Linked DNA regions of Zea mays: regions 2 and 3 are each linked to region 1. The links are chromatin contacts, called in public Hi-C maps. All regions are on one chromosome and are shown on one strand. The core of a region is the stretch at or near the end of the contact, and the rest is flanking DNA. Distances in the headings are between cores, read along the strand shown. Region 1 holds the start of LOC103640855 (LRR receptor-like serine/threonine-protein kinase GSO2). Region 2 holds the start of LOC100277272. Region 3 holds the start of LOC103640860 (laccase-25-like).

Region 1 (4,816 bases), core at 2,065-4,564:
GGGTTGTCATTCTTCAAGCGAGCAACCGAAAAGAAATAGAGACATATCATCAGCAGCGAAAAGTCAAGAAATAATTTAATTAGAAATTATGGGTATATATGCTATCGCGTGCAATAGCATTACTCTAAAAAACAGGGCCATCAGGAGTCTCCAGAACAAGAACCTGAAGAGAAATTGTTAGTTCATGAATCAAAAGTATTCAAAGATCCTAAAAAAACTTGCTAATTTTAATGATTCGTAGAAAAAAGGTAATCAGAATTATTATTAATATGGCTGCTTGTACAGTCCCTACCATTGTCTAATCGACCTTCTTAAATGTAAATTCCTCCAAAACAAAAAAAAATTATTCATGACATGAATCCACTTGTCTCCCACCCAAAAAAACCCAAAACAACAAATTGAAAAAACAATAACCATACTGAAAAACAATAATCATGAAGTAGCGCCTAATGTGGCTGATAGTTACAAGTGAAGAGCCTGAAAGGACACTACTTTTCTCTATTATCCAGAACACGTCAAACTTTAATAGGTTGTATAGTACAGGGTCGATGATCACTGGCTCCGTCCTCTAGTGCATATACAAAGCTCCCTTGTCACACACAATTCAGTCCAAAAAAACTATAAGTAGCACAAGATACAGTGGCCAAAAAATCGTACTGCACGACTGCAACAATAATTTGTCATACAAACATTAATCAGCAAGCAAATTTTCTTTGAGGTACCTGAGTACTGCTTCTATTCCTTGCTCCAACAGAGCTCGCCTTATACTGCACAACAAAGCAACAGGAGGCTAAGCATATTGTAATGCTGACTAATATATCTTTGTCAACTATGTCTTTCCCTTCTATTTTATTTTTTTTGTTCCAAGGTTTTCACAAAAAACCGTATGGCTATTATGAGTATTTCTGTTATTTTTGGTAGAACCACATTGCTACATCTCGGGTTCCTTTATCAACACAGGTATCAACGAATCACAGCCCGAGGCTACATTCTTACCTTAGCAGATTTGCATCTAGCTGCACCACTTGCAACTTAGCTTCAACCAAACGCTGCAGAGAAAAGCATCCATAAATAGAAGATCCAGTTAGATTGGGAAACATGCGTAAAACACAACTCGTGAGCATGAAGAGTTGTCCAGAACATCTATATTATAGTGTAGCAGCATTCAAATCAGAGACAAGCTTGCTAATGGAAAAGAAGGAAGGGAAAAGAAACATGCATGAACACCACAAATTCTAAGCTGAGTAACTAAATATACCAAGGGACATAACCTAATGCTGCTAGGAAGAACTCCTGAAGTGAAGTTTCATATATGAAATAAGATTTTTCTTTAAAACAAATATGCAATGGCCGATCATCCAAAGATGGGGATGGCAAAAAGATAACACTACTGAACTAAGATTGATGAGATATTGGTAAAAAATAGCCAAAAACATAGAAGTTTGATGCTGCATGTTCAGAGCACACATTAAGAACAACATGTAAATTTGAACATTATATTAACTTGTTCATTTGAATAAGAACTCCTACCAAAAACACCACCACATTGCTCTAGACAAATTAAATTTTCTATCCAGAATCCAATACAAGTACTATTTGGCATCACTACCAATGTATGAAGAACAGTAACCAAGAGCATTGTTCTCACCTGTCAGACGGTGAGTTCCTCACTCTGTACCAAAATTCTAGAGGACAATATTGAATATTAGCATAGCAACCAACAAGTATGAGCCATAGTGCTACACATTGCAACTTAGGAAAGTGATTTACTGATCACCATATTTCCGAATAGCTGGTTATGATGTGATATTTACAAATCTTCCAAGAAGTGCTAACCTACATTGTTTCAGTTAGGGGCATGCCTTTGAGAAGTCTCTTTACAATGCAACGGGCAAAATGCCCCCAACGCAAACCCAAGGATGATGCCGGATCCAAGTGAGACAGGGCAGATAGTGGGAGGGGAAGCGATGGCGGCATACCTGACGACGTTTGAGAGGAAGAGGGCGAGGACCTTGGCGACGGAGCCGGGTAGTAGGTTGACAATGTACTTGGCGCAGAGACTAGAGACGGGTGCGATGTCGTGGCTGTGCAGTGCCTCCACGATCTCCATTGGCTTCGTCAGCGCGAAGGAGAGCTCGCCCTCCCCTCCGTCGCGGGCACCACAGGCAAACTGCTGCAGTGACGACTTCCTGGCGATGGCTTCCTCTGTCGCTCGGAGCCGCAGCCGCCGCGCGCTCGGCGCATGTCCTCGGCCGGGCTGGTGTGAGGAGGTCCAGGATGGTGGCCGGGTTCCGTCGCACGATCTTGTTCCCAATGCCCAGGTCCCCGCTGCCGCCAACGAGAGGCGCGGGGCCGAGCGGCGCCAACAAGTATGGCGCCTACCGCGCGCGGTTGGCAAGCCTGCCGTGCCGGTTCCACCTGCTAGTGCTCCAGCTTGACGACGATGTCGCCGACCTGCGGGAGCTGGTAGGCCGCCTGGCGTCGAAGGCCTCCGCGGAGGCCATGGCCGAGGGTGCGGCGCAACTGGGCCGCGTGGTCTTGTCACTCTCTGAGCTGCTGCATTAGCCGCTACGCCGGCTCGGCCCGTCCCCGTAGGGTCGCGTCATCGGGGCGGGGGGGGGGCTTGGATTTGGGGCGGGGTGCGTGGGCGGGCATCATGCGCGGAGATGACGCTAGATTAGCGCGGAACGAGGCAGGTGTAGGGTGGGGGCAGGCGATGGAATGGCGCGACATGCGCGCGGCCGATTGTCCTCGCGTGGATGGAGGGGGTTGTGGGCTCGAGGATGAGGATGGCGGCATGTGCGCGCCTTCCATCGACCGAACGTGGGTGCGGTGCGAGGATTGCATTGCGCGGCCACGCGGGGGGCGAGATTGGCGTCGTCGACGGGATGCAGGCTTCGATGACTGTCAGCAAGGCGGGACGTGAATCACGGGGGCGGGGGCACGGCGTACCACTGTGGACGTCCACACTATAGAGTAGTAGAGATTTAAGCGTGGATATGAATCCCCGTCGGAGATTTATCCCCGCGAGAAACATGAACGAGGAAAAGACGTCCCTTGCAAATGTTTGTGGAGATCCCGTAAGAAAAAAATCATTGCCGTGATGAAGGTAGAGAGCTGTTGTTGCACTACAGCTTATGAAGACTATTCTTCGGAAAGGGCTGAACTATTGTTCAAAACCTGCCAAGTTGTCCTAAAATTCTATCCTTGCGGGCCCCATGGTCCAGCCTTTGATGGAGGTTTTTCAGGCTTTCAGCTCCCAATAGCTTCCCTTTTCCTTTTCGTCGCTCACTGGCTGTCTCGCTCTCACACAGAAGCAGCAGGCGGTGTTGTACGTCATCGGTCAGTCAACGCTGGACCAACCCAAACCCAAGAGAAGGGGCACCAGAAACACCTCAACAAAATCGTGAGCAGCCTTGGGGTCTCCCTGAAGTCTGAACCACACTCAACAAAACCCATGGTAGTTTCAGAACAAACAAACAAACATGGAAGCCATGGGCGAGCACACCCAGCGCTCAAAATCCTAGAGAGGGGGAGGAACATCTCTTCTTCTTCTTCCTTCCCTTCCTACTCGAGCCGGTGGAGGTCAGCGGGGATTGAGGAGGAGGAGGGGAAGAGGCGAGGCAGGAAATCAAGCGGGAATCCAAGAACCGTAAGGATGACCGTGGTGGAGAGGAGGTACGGTCCCTGTACCAGCCATGGTTCCTTCCTCCTACGGCTGCTGCTGCTGCCGTTCTTCTTCTTCCTCTGCTTCATCGATGTGCCGCCGGCCGGCGCCGCCGCCACCACACAGTCGCCTCCACTAGACAACACGCAAAAGGCTATCATGAACGATGTTGCGAGTCTGGTGAACTCCGGATCCGCCAACACCAGGTGGAACACCGCGGAGTCGAATCCGTGCAACTGGGAAGGAATCACCTGCACAAGTAACACTTCTTCCTCGGCCGTGACTCGGATCGCCTTGTCAAACTATGGCCTCGCCAACTCCTCCATCTTTGCTCCCCTCTGCCGTCTTGGCACTCTGCGGTACCTTGACCTTTCCAGAAATTTTTTAGCAGATTTGTCCGCCCCGTTCTTCGCCTCTTCTTCTTCTTCTTGCTCCATGAAGGAAGGGCTGCAGTCACTTAACCTGAGCACCAACCGGCTGGCTAGCCCGCTCGGTGAGTTGGCCGGCTTCCCCCAGCTACAAGTTCTTGACCTGTCCTTCAATTCCTTTGCCAGCAGAAATCTGAGTGCGGAATTGGGTTATTTCCCCAAGTTAAGGAGCTTCAACACTAGTTCCAATGACTTGAATGGTGATGTTCCTACCAGTATGGTCGGCTCTTTGGAGGAGCTGGTATTGTCTAGTAATAATTTGAGTGGTCCAATTCCTCTGCGTTTGTTTGAATATGAAAATCTTACTCTGCTAGATCTCAGCCAGAATAATCTGACCGGTGCTATTCCAGATAACTTCACGAGTCTCTCCAAGCTTGAGACTTTGCTCCTTTCTGGCAACAAATTGATTGGGGAAATACCATCGAGTCTGTCTAATGTGACAACACTGTCTAGGTTTGCAGCTAACCAGAACGGTTTAACTGGACCCATCCATAGCTGGATTACCAAGCATATAGGGATGTTGGATTTGAGTTACAACAAGCTGAATGGGACAATCCCCTCAGACTTCCTCTCGCATCAGGGGTTGCAGAGTGTTGATCTTACCAGCAACTTGCTTAACGGAGCCATTCCTGCCACCTTGTCTCAAAGCCTCTACCGCTTGAGGCTTGGTGGGAACCAGCTTGGTGAGAACATCCCAGGGTCAGTTTGTGATACCATGGGC
Region 2 (4,295 bases), core at 509-3,008, 290 kb before region 1:
GAGTACCTGATTCTGCTGTGAAGGAGAAGGACGAGAGCATTCGCGTAGTGGAAGAGCAGGGCACCACATTGAGGCGCGTTCTCTGTTGGCCAAGCTTCTGCTCCTGAACTTAACATGATCTACAAGACCCGCGGCATAATCTTACAGAGTAGATATATCGTATATTAAATACAAACTAAACTAGGCCATTATTCACAGCTCGATCCATCAACATGCCCTGGCTCCACTCCACCCTACCTACCGTCTCCTACTCTCCTCCAACACACAGCAGGTCGACCAGTCGTCGTCCGGCCGTCAGTACTCAGCAGCATACATGCCGCCGGTGATGGAGCCGAACACAATGTCTTCCAGATCGAACGTGTCGTCGTACCCCAAGTGCGCCACGCCCGAGAGGCCGCCGCCGCCGAACCAGTGCTGCTGCTGCTGCTGCAGCTGGAGGCCAGACGTCACGTCGCCCTGGTCCGGGCCGGGCGTGGCGGTCCGCACCGCCTCGGCCGTGGCAGCGGAGCTCCCCGCCGGGGTGAGGCTGCTAAGCACCTCCTCCAGCTCCAGCTCCTGCTCCCGCTCGCCGCCGCCGCCGCCGCCCTCCAGCTGCCTCGGGGGCTCCGCAGGCAGCACGGCGCCCTTGTGTCCGGCCTGCCGGTTGCTGGCGTTTCCGGTGGTGGTGGTGGTGCTGGCCGTGGTGGCGTTGGCCGCCGCGAAGCTGATGAGGCGGGACCCCGCGTGGAGCTCGTCGTCGGCTGCGGTGGCCGGGTCCCGGCAGGTGTGCGCGCCGATGTAGGTGACCGTGTAGGCGTCCGGGTCGTCGTCGCGGCGCTGCACCTGCCGCTGCGCCGCGCACTGCTGGTCGTGCTTGTGCGTGCACCGGAAGTAGGCCCTGCGCCGACGCCGAGCATCATCGACGGAAATCAGTACTTCTGGTTGGGCATATTCGGTTCTACTATGATGGATCGTCGATCGATCGATCTCGATCGATGAACAATGATTGGCTCTGGAGGGGTGGAAACGTACTTTGGGTGCTTGCAGTTCTGGATCTCCTTCTGCCCGTACTTGCGCCACGCGTGTCCGTCCTCCAGATCCCTCACGCTCTTCGTCACAACCGACGATGGCTGGGCTCTGCAACACGTACGTACGTACGCCGCCGCAGAATTTAACCAGTGGGTTTAAATCAGAGATGAAGAAAAGCCGAAAAGGACATAGCGAAGCCGCTTCGCTCACCTCCTCCGACACGCGGCGGCCCTCTTGCCCGCTCCGCCAGCGGCCTTCCTCTTGCCGGTGCAGGTGACCTCGCTCTGCACCTCGGACGCCTCCTCCTCCTCCTCCTCCTCAGCGGCGGCGGCCGCGGCCTTGGCCGTCTGGATGGTGAGGGATATGGCGTGCAGGATCCGGTCCACGAGGCGGCTGGCCTCGGGCGACTCCCGGAGCAGCGCCTTCAGCTGCGTGGCGTACTCCCGGCCCTTGACCATGTCCTCCATCACCCGCGCGTACGGCGGCGGCGGCGGCGCCATGGCCACAGCAGCCGAGCCCCAGAAAGCGAGAACGGATGATCGCAATTCACGTCCACAGCTCAGTGATGGCTCACTTGCGCGCGCGCGCACTCCTCCAATCCTGGCGGCAGCAACCAGCTCAGAGCTCACAAGGAAGGAATCAGTCGAGGTTGAGGCAGGTGCCGGCATTTATGGATGCACTGCAGACGGGCAGCCCCGCTCTTGTCCACGGTAGATGGCGTCCACGGAGGAGCGCCAGCCGTGGTTTTCTACGCCGCGGGCCCGGTGAAATTTAAGCTTTTGTTACTAGTCGGGTAGGCATGTGCCGCGCCAGCCTGGCTCTGGCTCTGGCTTGGCGAGGGGGGAACCATCCTGGAACGAGAGGGAGAGGGTAGCAAGTGGGGACGGGGACGGGGACGAGTGGACGACGACACGCAGGTGACGTCTGGGACGCGACGTCACCATGGTGATGCTCTAGCTCCACTGCCTGCGCTGCGCCTCGCGCGGATGAAGCGCAAATGCAATTGGGTCCAGATACGAGAAGGCTTGTTGATGGCGACTCTACCTGTGGCTCTTTCGTCCTACCGCGGGGACCGAAGCTTCCTAACTTTCACCACAGGAAGTTATCTTGATTGGGGAATAATCTGTTAAGAGTTAATTCAATGGTGATCTCATCCTTGTGAAAAGACACCCGTTCAGGAAAAGGTACAATCATTCGGCGCCAGCATACATGAAGCAAAGGACTTCGGGAAATAGAGATAACAAGTGATTAGGTGTCTGTTAGAAAAGATGTCTATTAGTGAAAAGTTGTGACTCTTCCTCTTTCTCTCTCTGTAATCCACGAAGGGGTACAAAGACACCCCTTCACTATGTATAAATATGTACAAGATCAATGGAAAGTGATCACGAATTTTCATTCTCTGTTCACACAACTGTTTACATTTAATACGTTATCAGCACATAGACTCAACCACCGAGTTTTGGACGGAGGAAACATCACGGAACAGAAGAACAGAAGAACGCGAAGAAAGGAAAACCACGCGGAACAGAAGAACACGTGAAGAAGATTGAAGGAATACCGTAAGTACAATGCCAATGATTACTCTTCGACGTATCGTTCAGGCAATCCGTCATGCCGTCATCAGGGAGTTCCTCCGCGCATTCCGTGAAGGAATCCTCGACGACAATCGGATTGGCTTTGCCATTCACAGGGTAATGATGAACTTGGTTAACACCGGTGCCACCGGAGTCTGGATTCCAAATCGCCGCAGCCATAATCGCAGTTCATCTCGCCGTCGTCGAGCACCACCAGTGGTGGTTCCCCCTCCACCGCCGGCGACAGCAACATCCACACAAGTACCTGCATCAGTGTCACAAATGGGAGGGACTTACCCGCATGGTTACTGTCCGTTTCACGGGTTTGGACCATGCGCCCTGCGCGACGCCGGCGTGCTGGAGGCTACTCTCACCGCCGCCCGCCAGTACTACAACTCTCAAGCGCAACCTGATGCAGTTCCCATGGAGGAGATGCTCGCCACGGTCGCGGCTCCAAACCTTTACTCACCGACACCGGAGGTGGAACCCACTGCACCGCGTTGGAGACCACCAACACCGGCACCGCCAGGTTTCGGTCGTCGTCCAACCAGGGCGGCAAGAACAGGGTGTCCACCCTTCTTCAACGACGACGAGGTCATACCACCACCACCATCCGTGGTACCGATGCCATCCCCTGCCTTGATTGAACGCAGCCGAGGTGCACAAATCGGACTGTGGGCGAACCTCAACTCCGTCAAAGTCGAATCCCCAAACTTTGACGGCGCCAGTGCATATGGTTTCCTCTTCTCTGATGAGGAGAGGGAGGATTCTCTGTCCTAAAAAAACAGAGGAAGAAGGGGAGGACAGGGGTATTGCTCGTGCTTGTGTGGCGCACCTGGACTGACGGCAAGACGTCGGCGACCGGACGCGAACCCATAGGCAGCAGGACCCGCGGCTGGCGGCCCAGCGCGCGCCCGCTGCTGGCGTCCAAGCAGCGCCCGCGGCTGCGACCGAGCGTCCGCGGCTGGCGGCCATGCGCGCGCCCGTGGCTCACGGCTGGAGATCCAGCGCGCCCGCGACTGGCGTCTGGCGGCCGAATCCGCGGCTGGCGCCCGCGGCTGGCGCCCGCGGCTGGCTGCCCAGCTCGCCCGCGGCCGGAGGACCAGCGCGCACGCGGCCGGATCCACGGCCGGAGGACCAGCGCGCACGCGGCTGATGGCCTGACCCACGGCTGGAGGCTGCGTCTGGTGCCGGCGGCTGGAAGAAGATGGAGACTAGGGTTCCAGCCCCTGGTCTTTTTCTTTTACCCCCGACAACATGGGCCTGGACTGCTGTATGGGCCAAATTGTCTACAGATACGCTGCTAACAAGTCGACAGAGAGCACAGAATCCCTATTTCCCCTTTTTAATATGGTTATGGTTCATTCAGACCTATACTCGTTTTATTAATTTGTACATATGTGTTAGTTTACATATTCCAGCAATTTTTCTTTTACATTTCTACTATAACATTAGTTAGATGTATCTATATATTATGTTACAGTTGTAAAATGTAACCGTGAATATGTGAATGTATATATGTGTTTGTGTACATTTTTGCCTTTTATTTTTTTAAAAAAAATATATGATGACACTGCGCTACTGATTTAACTCCCACAATCAATATATATTTGATTTGTTCTTAGGGTTAAAAGAAATATACATTTACATATATTTGCAAATTCTTATATAACACATATATCATTAAATTAAATGTATCTAAAATTATTTTGA
Region 3 (4,483 bases), core at 443-2,942, 350 kb before region 1:
TTCATCGACTTGGTGGTTGTTAACCAAAAAAACATTAAGGACTTTCACACCGACGTCCTAAAAAGATTGCTCATGTTTTTGCACAAACAATATTATATTCAATTCATACTTCTAACTTACAATTTTAAGTTAGTGTCCACTACCTTAAACCTTTTCGTAATTGAATGTGTAGTCTAACTTTCTCTCCTTATTCATAACATTTCCACTGCTTCCACTCGATACATCTAGTGATCTCAATGGAACAACGCAATGTACACATCTTTGACTCCATGAGGAAGCCAGACATATAGTTACAAGAAGTCATGGACCTTCTTAACGTGTAATTGTTACCATTCGAACTTAACTTCATAATCCTCTAAATGATTTGATCAAGCACCAAGGATCAATCATTTTAGTTATGGGGGCATGGACATGGCTAAAAATAGCCTAGACTAAAGAAACTATTTAAGCTTATGCCAAACTTTTCTGTATGTATGAAGCGTGTACAACTCTCAAGTTATTTGTCAATAATAATCCATAACTTTTTCCCAGTTTTAGTATTTCACACAGTAAAAGGAACGATCTTTGTAGATATTATGTTTGTGGATTTATTCATACCGTCGTAGGTAACAAGTTAGTAGCAAAGATATCAAGATATGCCAATAATATTTACGATAATAATATTGATTTCACGATAATAAAGCAGCTCATCTTTGCATTTAATATAATATTATTTTTTATTAATGTTTTTGGCAAATCAAAGTTGATGACGACGAAGGAAGATCTACTCCCTTCGGAAAAGATTGAAGCAATTCAATAACAACTAATAGGATTCATGTATACCGATATCGTATAAAAACGGAGAGTTCTATTAAGATGAATGAAATCTCCTAGCCCTCTCATAAAACCTAGAGGGTGAACATTGAGAATATAGAAATGAAGAAATATTATACATTTGTATATAGTATTATTGCTATTCATTTAAATATAGACATACTACTTTTATTATTCGTCCATATATATTAGCGTGAGCGCATCCGCGTGGCTGGCGCCAGACCCCTTTAGCACTGCAAATAAAAAGCCTCTCTTCAGTACCGAGCTGTACAAATGGAACCAAAGATCAAGGCTTTTATGTAGTGTATCTCTGATGTCCCATTCTTATTGCATTAACCATTGACATTATGTAGTGACAATATATTAGTGTCACCAATCTTACTTGTCAAACGTACCCAATTAAAATAGGAACAATTGGATCTATACCATTAAAAGATCCAAACTTTAGATATATACCATGGACCTCACATGTCATTGACTCATGTGGACCCACATGTAAGTGAGATAGTAATGGTATGGATCCAAAGTGGTGATCTTTTAATGGTATGGATCCAAATTTCCCATTAAAATACTAGTGCAGAATCGAGGAAAGATGGTCTCATCTCATCTCTACAGAGCAATGCAAAATTCGTCCCGTTTATTAGTAGTGTGTATCTCTGAATTCTGATGTCCCTTGTGTTACCAAAACTGTCACCTTTGAATGGAAGGAAGACGCACATGCTAATTAGAACACTCAAAGGCAGCAGGAACCTTACGTGTTCCAACTGACTAGAGTAACCAGGCAGCCTGAGAATCTATCCATCCATCCATCCATACGTCCCGGCTATATAGAGAGCCTCTTGCTCATGAACTCTCTCACCCAAAACCACTCGATCATCGAGCATACGATCGAGAGATCATCAACCAGATCTTTAGCTGTTCTGTGTGTCTTTGGCCATCGTCATTGCTAGCTAGCTCAGGGGGGCTGGGCATGGCTCCTCGACCTTGGTTGTCACCACTGGCTTTGCCTCTTGGTCCCAGCGTCGCCTTGTTGGTGCTTGCTTGTTGCTGCGTTGCTGAAGCTTCGATCGTGGAGCACACCTTCAATGTAATTCATTCATGAGTCTAACATACATACATGCATGCATATGCATACATGTGTCAGTTTTGCTCGCATTTGGTTCGTTTCATGGTCGTTGTATAGCACGTACGAGGTATATATGTAAGAGGAGGAGCTTGATCCTTTGCCAGGTCGGAAACCTTTCCGTGAGCCAGCTTTGCCAGCCGCCGCGGGTCATCACGGCGGTGAACGGGCAGCTCCCAGGCCCGGCCATCCATGCCCGCGAGGGAGACACTGTGGTCGTCCACCTCGTCAACCAGTCGCCCTACAACATCACAATCCACTGGTACGGACTTTCTCGCTGTCATATAGGAAGATAGAGATTCGTACAAACCACTGCAATGTTAGCTAGATACATACAGCCAAAAGCAGCAAGCTCCAGTGAATCATCTCATCACAGGGCCGCCGCCAAAAGAATCCTGTTCTGAATTCTGCTCCTTGCTGCGTTGTGTACTTGTGTGTGCTTTGCAGGCACGGCATATTCCAGCGCGGCACGCCGTGGGCGGACGGCCCGGCGATGGTGACGCAGTGTCCGGTCAAGCCGGGCGGCAACTACACGTACCGCTTCAACGCGACGGCGCAGGAGGGGACGCTGTGGTGGCACGCCCACATCTCCTTCCTCCGCGCCACCGTGTACGGCGCGCTGGTCCTCCGCCCCCGCGCCGGCGCCGACGCCTACCCGTTCCCCAAGCCGCACGCCGAGGAGACCGTCGTCCTCGGCGAGTGGTGGAACGACAACGTCTACGACCTCCAGCAGATGGCGTTCCTCACCGGGCTCCCGGCGCGCAGCGCCGACGCGTACACCATCAACGGCAAGCCTGGAGACCTGTACAACTGCTCCGACGGGAACCGTACGTATATATATATATATATATATATATATATCCATGCATCATCAAACCATTCAAATAAACCATTCGTGACGACGAGTACACCGTGCAGAGACGTACCGGTTCCAGGTGCGGAGCAACGAGACGTACCTGCTGCGGATCATCAACGCCGCGCTCAACACGCCCCTGTTCTTCAAGGTGGCGAACCACAGCTTCACCGTGGTGGGCGCCGACGCGGCCTACACGACGCCGTACGAGACGGACGTGGTGGTGGTGGCGCCGGGGCAGACCGTGGACGCGCTCATGGTGGCCGCGCGCGCCGGCGGCCGCTACTACATGGCGGCGTCGCCCTACGACAGCGCCATCCCGCAGGGGCCACCGTTCAGCGACACCACGGCGACGGCCGTGGTCGAGTACCTCGGCTCGGACACGGACCCCACCACGCCGCCGACGCTGCCGCCGCGGCCGGAGGTCAACGACACGGCCACGGCGTTCCGGTTCCTGTCCAACCTGACGGCGCTGGTGCGGCCGGGGCAGCCGACGGTGCCGCTGTCCGTGGACACGCGCATGTTCGTCACCGTCGGGCTCGGCGTCTCCGACTGCCAGCCGACGCAGCTGCTCTGCAACCGCAGCGCCACCGTCTTCTCCTCCAGCATGAACAACGCCTCCTTCGTGCTCCCCGCCCCCGGCAAGCCGTCCATGCTGCAGGCCCACTACGGCGGCGACGGCGAGACGGCGGGGGTGTACACCCGCGACTTCCCCGACCGCCCGCCGCTCGTCTTCGACTACACCGCCGACGCCAGCGACACCGCCGCGCTGCAGTACACGGCCAAGTCCACCAGGGTGAGGACGCTCCGGTTCAACCAGACGGTGGAGATGGTGCTGCAGAACACGCGGCTGATCGCCAGGGAGAGCCACCCCATGCACCTCCACGGCTTCAACTTCTACGTGCTCGCGCAGGGGTTTGGCAACTACGACGAGGCCACGGCCACGCCCCGCTTCAACCTCGTCAACCCGCAGGAGCGCAACACCGTCGCCGTCCCCACCGGCGGCTGGGCTGTCATCCGCTTCCTGGCAAACAACCCTGGGATGTGGTTCATGCACTGCCACTTCGACAACCATCTTGATCTGGGCCTGGCCATGGTGTTTGAAGTACCGGACGGGCCCACGCCGGAAACGTCGGTGCCGCCGCCTCCAGCAGACCTACCACAGTGCTAGCCATCGTCGATCCACAGCCAACCGTGATTGTTTGGATTCACCATGCAATTGCGTGCGGAAGAACCTTAATTAGCTTGGCGTGCTATATTACTATATACGATGCGATTTAAATTTAACTATTGTTTGTCTGTTATATATATAGGTCGTGGTCGACTGGTAGACTCGCATACTTGTATTTGCATAGATATATGTTTGTTCCAATGCGTCAGAAGCTTGGACAGTATGTTTCAGTAATCACATTTGATTATATTTATTTGGAGACAATTGCATATCTGGGACTATAAATATAACGTTTCACAGTAATGCCATCTAAAACAATTGCTTCGCAGAAACAGGATTACAAACATATACTGATTGATTAATCCGCCATTTTTCATATTTGCTTGGTTTTTCTAATTCGTGTCCATGTATTTGTGGTCTAGGAAACACTTTTGCCCCTCAAGCAACAAACAAGCAGAGAAGTACTGATTGGGCAAAGCGTATTTGGTTGGCTTTGACAGCGAGCGGCGGCGACTCCCATGAG

What was found. A called contact is a pair of places that touch in the nucleus more often than the background predicts.
Region 2: a contact with region 1 is called in a Hi-C map of bundle sheath, with 1.8 times the contacts expected there. The contact joins the promoter of LOC100277272 here to the promoter of LOC103640855 in region 1. A contact is called at or near these places in 3 of 25 Hi-C or Micro-C datasets (bundle sheath, leaf and tassel).
Region 3: a contact with region 1 is called in a Hi-C map of tassel, with 2.1 times the contacts expected there. The contact joins the promoter of LOC103640860 here to the promoter of LOC103640855 in region 1. A contact is called at or near these places in 2 of 25 Hi-C or Micro-C datasets (leaf and tassel).

Annotation. Positions count from the first base shown.
Region 1 is chr10:11,729,175-11,733,990 of Zm-B73-REFERENCE-NAM-5.0, reverse strand. It overlaps LOC103640855 (LRR receptor-like serine/threonine-protein kinase GSO2), which reads left to right and starts at 3,314. Exons shown (of 2, transcript XM_008664317.2): 1 at 3,314-4,816. The coding sequence starts at 3,458. It overlaps LOC103640856 (a long non-coding RNA gene), which reads right to left and starts at 2,205. Exons shown (of 4, transcript XR_559891.2): 1 at 1,980-2,205; 2 at 997-1,049; 3 at 723-767; 4 at 352-589.
Region 2 is chr10:12,016,345-12,020,639 of Zm-B73-REFERENCE-NAM-5.0, reverse strand. It overlaps LOC100277272, which reads right to left and starts at 1,758. Exons shown (of 3, transcript NM_001150889.2): 1 at 1,219-1,758; 2 at 1,012-1,116; 3 at 77-877. The coding sequence starts at 1,676. The coding sequence ends at 295.
Region 3 is chr10:12,081,960-12,086,442 of Zm-B73-REFERENCE-NAM-5.0, reverse strand. LOC103640860 (laccase-25-like) reads left to right here and starts at 1,692. Exons shown (of 4, transcript NM_001323270.1): 1 at 1,692-1,900; 2 at 2,044-2,198; 3 at 2,384-2,763; 4 at 2,855-4,483. The coding sequence starts at 1,784. The coding sequence ends at 3,960.